Regions from separate parts of the Mus musculus genome. Here region 1 is linked to region 2. A link is a contact called in public Hi-C data. All regions are on one chromosome and are shown on one strand. Each heading gives the region's core, a stretch centred on a gene start, on an enhancer-like site or on the middle of the called end of the contact. The rest is flanking DNA. Distances are from core to core; before and after follow the strand shown.

Evidence for each region. Hi-C and Micro-C count contacts between places; a contact is called where the count stands out from the background.
Region 1: a contact with region 2 is called in a Hi-C map of bone marrow-derived macrophages, with 25 read pairs. The contact joins two enhancer-like sites. A contact is called at or near these places in 9 of 484 Hi-C or Micro-C datasets (the AtT-20 cell line, CD8 T cells, Th2 cells and 6 more), 9 of 115 datasets of contacts at active chromatin or transcription factors (the 230-238 cell line, the HPC-7 cell line, bone marrow-derived macrophages and 5 more) and 1 of 9 other capture datasets (bone marrow-derived macrophages).

What each region holds. Positions count from the first base shown.
Region 1 is chr5:97,045,019-97,048,498 of GRCm38.p6, reverse strand. Bmp2k (BMP2 inducible kinase) reads right to left here. Exons shown (of 16, transcript NM_080708.1): 7 at 3,332-3,464. Among named protein-coding and RNA genes, the nearest start is that of Bmp2k, 49 kb to the right of the region's middle. Within about 2 kb of position 2,003, at least 2 of the 459 cell types and tissues checked have an H3K27ac peak or open chromatin away from gene starts, as enhancers often do. A contact at or near this core is called in bone marrow-derived macrophages, where this site is marked.
Region 2 is chr5:96,935,037-96,938,323 of GRCm38.p6, reverse strand. Gm46916 (a long non-coding RNA gene) reads left to right here. Exons shown (of 2, transcript XR_003955943.1): 2 at 1,282-3,287. Among named protein-coding and RNA genes, the nearest start is that of Gm46916, 4.7 kb to the left of the region's middle. Within about 2 kb of position 1,878, at least 10 of the 459 cell types and tissues checked have an H3K27ac peak or open chromatin away from gene starts, as enhancers often do. A contact at or near this core is called in bone marrow-derived macrophages, where this site is marked.

The DNA.
Region 1 (3,480 bases), core at 754-3,253, 110 kb before region 2:
TATGTACTGAATGAATCAAATTTAGCACTGAAAACTTTGAAATTCAAAAACCATGAAAGCACAGCTATACAATACTCGGTTTTCTGAATGCAGGACTCAGTTTAAAGCAATGAAAACACTAACTGCCTTTTATAAACACAGAGACAACTAAATATGACAATGGGAAGCAGGCAAGGCTTATGTGAAAGGTATAAACAACAGAATTCAAAGAATTCAAATAGGTTTTCAGCATTACATTATAAGTAAGTAAATGCTGGTTTTTCAAACTCTATACTTTATTACAGCATTTTAAAAATAACAACTATAAAATTTTTGACAAGGAGGTAAACTATTAGGACTTACAACTGTTGATTGGTGTGTCTGTGGGTTTGTGAGCATGCACTGTGGAGGTCAGGGGTCAACTGGGAGGACTCAGTTCTCTCCTTCCACGGTGGCTCCTGCACATGGCTCTGGCAGCACTGAACCTGCTCAGCAAGCACTTTTACCCACTGGGCCATCTCACTGGCCTGCTTTAAAGCCCATAGGTGTAGTATAATTCCAAATGTGCTTGAATGTTTTTAGTTTATCTGATATTTTTCATTTCTGGCACAATCAAATGGATAGCAGAAACTTAAATGCTCATATTTATGGTCAAATACAAGAAGCATATGGAACACGGTAAACTAGCAATTAATTAAACTCTAATTGAACCTAAAATTATCAACAGCATTATCATGCTTACCACAGCACTACACAAACACATTCCCACACACATATGGGTGTCACACATAAACACAGAGAAACTCAGGAATCCTTAGGCATGAAATCACTTTTCAATGCATGAGCTGCTCCGTTTCCCACACAGAACTGGTCAATGAGAACATTCTGAGCCGTCAGACACTTCAAGACTCCTACAAAGCTGCACGTTCAATTATTACTAAAACATTATACTCAGCAAGAAAACAGCTATAGCTACAATGATATAGAAAATTGTCTGCAGCAAAACATTAGAACTCAATTACCCAGAGAACATAGCAACTAAAGCCCATATTCTAACCTTTGAGCATTATGATTAGTAGGGATTATGTTATGCTTCTATTCATCTAAACTTTTTGAGAACATTATTATATAAGAGAGAGAAAGTTAAGAGTTTAATATTTACTCAAATATACATGGAATTATGTCTGCTGATTTAAAAATAATTTTACAAAATAGTGCACTGAAACAGAACTCCTGTTGAAAAAATAAGGCTGGAGCAATGTCATTAGACTGACAAGCCGATCCGTGGGGACCTAGGACCATGACTTAGACTGCCCAGACAGGCAGCTCCAATTTGACTTGGTGCTGGCACAGACCAGGAAACACACACAAGCAATGCTGCCAGGTGCTTAACCATGGAGACTCATGCCGAGAGCTGACACCATTACACAGGTATGAAGAGAACAGACGTGGAGCTTTCTGCAAGCAAAACCCTCAGTGCAAGTGCAGAGAGCAAGTGGTGTCCTAAAGAAATACGTATCATAAAATTCCCATGACTGCCGATGCCCTGAGTCCCTGAGTCTCGCTGGAGTAATGAATTTGCCACGTCAAGAACCCTACTGCCTCAGCCCCATGAGAGTGGCAAAGCTGTCTTCAGGTGAGGCTTGGAGGGATGGCACAGCCTCCTCAGGGCAAAGTGCAAATACTGACGGTGTATCCAGGAAACATGCACTGTAGCTTCTTCTCACCACCCCCGGACCAGTGCTTAAGGCAATGAAGACCGCCTCCTTGTTCAGTGAGCACGGATGCTGAGGCTTCTCCATCAGAGTCCACACCACTGGGTCCTAGCTTTCCGTATGGATGTCTGGCTTCTTCATTCCCTCCTTACCCCACTCAGGATTCTAGGACCAAGTCATGCAGGAGCACAGCACACAAGCACACACACACACACGTTCACACACACATGCACACACATATGCATTACATGCTTTCATAATTAAGTGTTCACACTGGCAGCGCAAAGCCAAGCTTCAGCTGTTCCCTTTTCGCACTTCTCCATTATTCGGGCTCCCATTCTGGATGACACAAAATACTTTGTTTATCAAGATGATATAATTCCCCAAATTCCAGTATCTTTGAACAAATCTGTACCATAGAAATTCTGTGCTTTAAAAGTTTCCAAGTCACACTGCATCATTTATGTCCCTTTCTCTTGGACATCATGACCAGTATTTTCCTTGGAGCCCTTCTCCTTGGTTTATAGAAAGCCATGCATTAGAACACTGGGCACTTCTCAAATACACATCAAGAATGAACCCAAAGCCATGTGCCTACTAGGCCAGCATTCTACCCCTAAGCCATATGTACCCAGCCCTTGGCTTTATTGAGACAATCTTCCTACTGTAACTCAGAGTGACCAGGCCCTTGCTGTGTTCTCCTGCATCTGTCTCCCCTTCGCTACAATTGCAGGTATTTGCCACAACACCCAAGCCAGATGGGCACAGTTAAAGGCAGAAAGCTTTATGCCACTGGGCTCTACGTTTTATAACTCCTGGGGTTGGCCACTTACATTTTCTATATTCTAGGCATATGATTAAATCCATGCCTATTTTCTTTCAGCATTTATCTTATTCTTTAGATTTAAATATTTTATTTATGTGATGTTTTAACAGAAAAAAAAAACGGAAGACTTAGCTCTATCGTTGTTCACAAATGGCTAAGGAAATGATCGATTTCCAACTATTTTCTTCGCTAAGTTTAAATGCTATCTTTATCATATGTATACTCTGTTCTGTGCCACAGAGGCTACAAGTGTGTATTTAAAGTGCAGAAAAGAAGCTGCAGTGCTAAGGATGCTTTAGTCAGAGCAGAGGGAGCGGTGTGAGTACTGCCCCAACGAAGCTACTGTCCAACAGCCGCCCTCCCCTCAGAGATCGTTCTCGGAAATTTACAATCTACACGTACAAAATGTTAAATTATAGTCTCTTTATAAAAGGAAGCAAAGGCCCTTAAGAAGGAAAGGGAATCTGGCTATTTATTAACTACGTGGATATCTGGTTTCAAAGATACAAAACCTGAACAATTAAAGTTTATTATAAGCGTCCCCAGCAATTCTGGCTGCCTTAATAATGTCATTGCTGCCATGTGCTATAAAAATCTTATCTAGAAGGTTAAGAATATTCTTGTACTCATTAGTAATTAGATTGTTTTCTCTTCTATAGAGGTAATATAGCCATTTTTTAAAAATATCTTTACTATAGTTTAAAAAATTATATGAAATGAAAAATGTAGATTTAAGAAAGAATATAAACAGCAGGCACTAAAGTACAGTATCTGAAAAAAACAATATTAATACATCATTCCGAATACTTACTAATCAAGCAATGCACGTTGTGGGAGTAGCGAGAATTGTCTGGGATGGTGAAGCTGCCATCACAGATAGCAACCTGACTCTCACCAAAAGGAAGAGTGAAGAAACAAAGTTTATACAGTAAACATCCCAAGGCCTGCAAAACAAAGACA
Region 2 (3,287 bases), core at 629-3,128:
TTTGTATATGTGTGTATGTGTTCATGTGGGTATATATTTGTGTGTATGGGTGTTTGTTTGTGTGTGTGTGTGTATGTGTTCATGTGTGTGTGTGTATGTGTGTTTGTGCGTGGTGTATGTGAGTGTGTGTTTGTGTATGTGTGAATGTGTTTGTGCATGATGTGTGTATATGAGTGTGTGTTTGTGTGTGTATGTGTGCATGTGTTTGGGCATGGTGTGTGTGTGTGCATGTGCATGTGTATATGTGCTCATGAGCAGCCACATAGGTGCTACAATGCTTGTGTGCTGTCAGAAGCCAACCTTGGGCCTCAGACCTAGCCTTCCATTTTTTTCTCTGATAGGCTCTCTCTGTTCTTTTTCCTCTTATACATACACCAACCTAACTTCCCATGAGTTTCAGGGGGTTCTCCTGTCTTTGTCTCCCATTCCCCCACAGGAGTTACATAATTTCTGGTGCTCATTCAGAGAATAATCTTAATATAGAGGCTAAGTATAAGGACATTGCTGGATTGTGTCTCAATCAAAACCTTAAAACAACGCACAGAACTGTGTTCCTCCTGGACTTTATCATATGTAGTATGCATCTTCCATGGATGCTTTGCTTGCCAGTTGAACTATGGTCTTTGGTTCTCACAGCCCATTAGACCTCATAGCCTGAGGAGATGCAGAGGAAACAGCTCTCTGTACACCTAGTTCAGCATCTAGAGGTCTGTCTATCAGCAAGACCTTTCTGCATAGTCATCTAGACTACTGGCTATTCTAAGACCATACAATTTAACAGAATACAATTACAGTGAAAGCCTCCTATCCCTGTATTACTTGTAGGCAGTTGTACTGGCCAGAAAGGACAAATATATTCAGACTGCTATATAGAGCTTATTGCATGAAGCGGTAAGTGGGCAGCTTTTAAATAGGAAAATCTTACATAGTAACACCCCTCCCCCAATGCATAGTCAAGAGGTTTTTCGATCTAAACCCAAATACTCAAGATCAAGTATCATTTTCTTTATTAAAAAAAGCTTCACATTTTCAGAACAGCCTTCAAAACTGCCCCCAAATTGCAGCAGGAATATTTTTTGAAAGTCAGATTTCCATTATTCATGGTGGAAATTACAAGGTCTGTGGCTCTTTCCAGCCCAAGTCTCTCTTGATGCCCATTTTCCAGTTATTTCATGTTTTCCTGGCAGCCCACAGGGGAGATGTGGAGATCATGAGATTTAGAGGCTTGGTTACAAAATTACAGAGGAGAAACTCACCAAATCCAATCTTCTCATTTTGCAGGTAGAGAGACCGAGGAAGGACACTGCTAAATGACTTCTCTAACACTCTTCAAAGGCTTCCTGGAGCTGGCTGGCATTAAAGGCCAGGCCCTTGCTTCCTGCTCTACCACATCTTGATAGATATTCCCCAGGAACAATGAGAACACACTCTCCAATAATTATTAGTGACAAAGATGAAGTTTCAGACAATACATAGGACATTTCTCCAACATGTTCTTTTCCTATTGGGATTGCTCATTCCATGGTTGTCATTAGCAACAAGATAATCAATGACATAGATTCATATAGTCAGTCCCGACTCATATCTAACTCACGTCCTATAGCTCCACTACCTAATTCACAACCACTGTATCACATGCTTGCTGAAATGGGCTTATTTTTAAAATTATTATTGTTCTTATCATTAGTGTTTTTATAATGTGTGTGTGTATGTGAGAGAGAGACAGAGAGAGACGGAGAGAGGGAGAGAGAGAGATAGAGGGAGTGTGCATTAGTGTTTCTACGTGTGTGTGTGGGGGGGGGGGATAGACAGAGACAGAGAGACAGAGAGAGGAAGTATGCATTAGTTTTTCTAAGTGTGTGTGTGTATGAGAGAGAGAGAAAGAGACAGAAAGAGGAAGTGTACATTAGTGTTTCTAAGTGTGTGTGTGTGAGAGACAGAGACAAAGAAAGAGAGAGAGAGATGGAGGGAGTGTGTGTGCACACATGGATGGAGGTTAGAGGACAACTTTGTGGAACTGTGGGACAGGTTCCCTCGTTTCTCCTTTACCTGGATTCCAGGGATCACACTTGGGCCACTGGACTCATGCAACAAACGCTCTATCTGATGAGCTGCCTCACTAGCTCTTAAGTGTATTTTTTTTTTTTCAAGACAAGGTTTCTCTGTGTAGCCCTGGCTGTCCTGGAACTCACTCTGTAGATCAGCCTGGCCTCGAACTCAGAAATCTGCCAGCCTCTGCCTCCCAAGTGCTGGGATTAAAGGCATGCGCCACCACTGCCCAGCTTCTAGGTGTATTTTTAAATTTGCATCACACCCATTCTTTCCATGCTTCCTGTTTATTGCTTGCTTGAGTAACCATTCTGCTGACTGGGGCTTCATCCTACCCTTCACATTCTTTTCATTAGCGATTTCTTTGATGCCATCCCCTAGATATTTGTTTTAATCTCTTAATTTTTATTGACATGTATTATCATTATATCTCACCAGGACCATTGGCATTTGTCTCCCTCTCCTCTTCAAATTATTCTCCACACCACCTCACTGTCATTTTCCCAAATTATAAATATTGCTTTGTTATTATTTTGTCTGAAACTTTACGCTGTCTTCTTTGCATCTACTGGTGCAAGCCAACTTGTTATTTGTAGTGTCAGATTCTATAGACACAGAAATCCTTATGTTTTTTGCATTTATTGAGTTACTGTATGCCTAACCCATCTTTGCACATACAGTTTCCTTCATCTAAAACACCGTCTTCTGCTCCCTTTCCTCATATGTTCCCCTTATTATTCTGATTCATCCTTCAAAATCCAGTATACACAGGCCAATGAGATGGCTCAGTGGGTAAGGACACTTGTCCCTAAGCCCAATGACTTGAGTTTGACCCTTGGCTTCCATGTGATGGAAGAAGATCACCAACTCTCAAAAGCTGGTCTCCAACCTCCATTCATGTGCCATAGCACTCACTTGCTCTACTGATTAATAAATAGATGTACAAAATTATTAAAGAGAAGATATATAGATGTTGGAGGTATAGTTCAGTTGTAAACACTTTTCATAGTATGCACAAGCCCTGGGTTCCATCCCCAGAACTGAATAATAATAATAATAATAATGATAATGATAATGATAATATAGCAACAACAACAACAACAACAATATCCAGTCATCCCTAAAGGCAGAGCTTATTTTTTGGTTTCTATGTCAAGCCCTGCATATACTTCTATTATTACATAGCACATCACATTATAAACCCTTATTTATGTACTATCATGGTATTTATCTTTGTC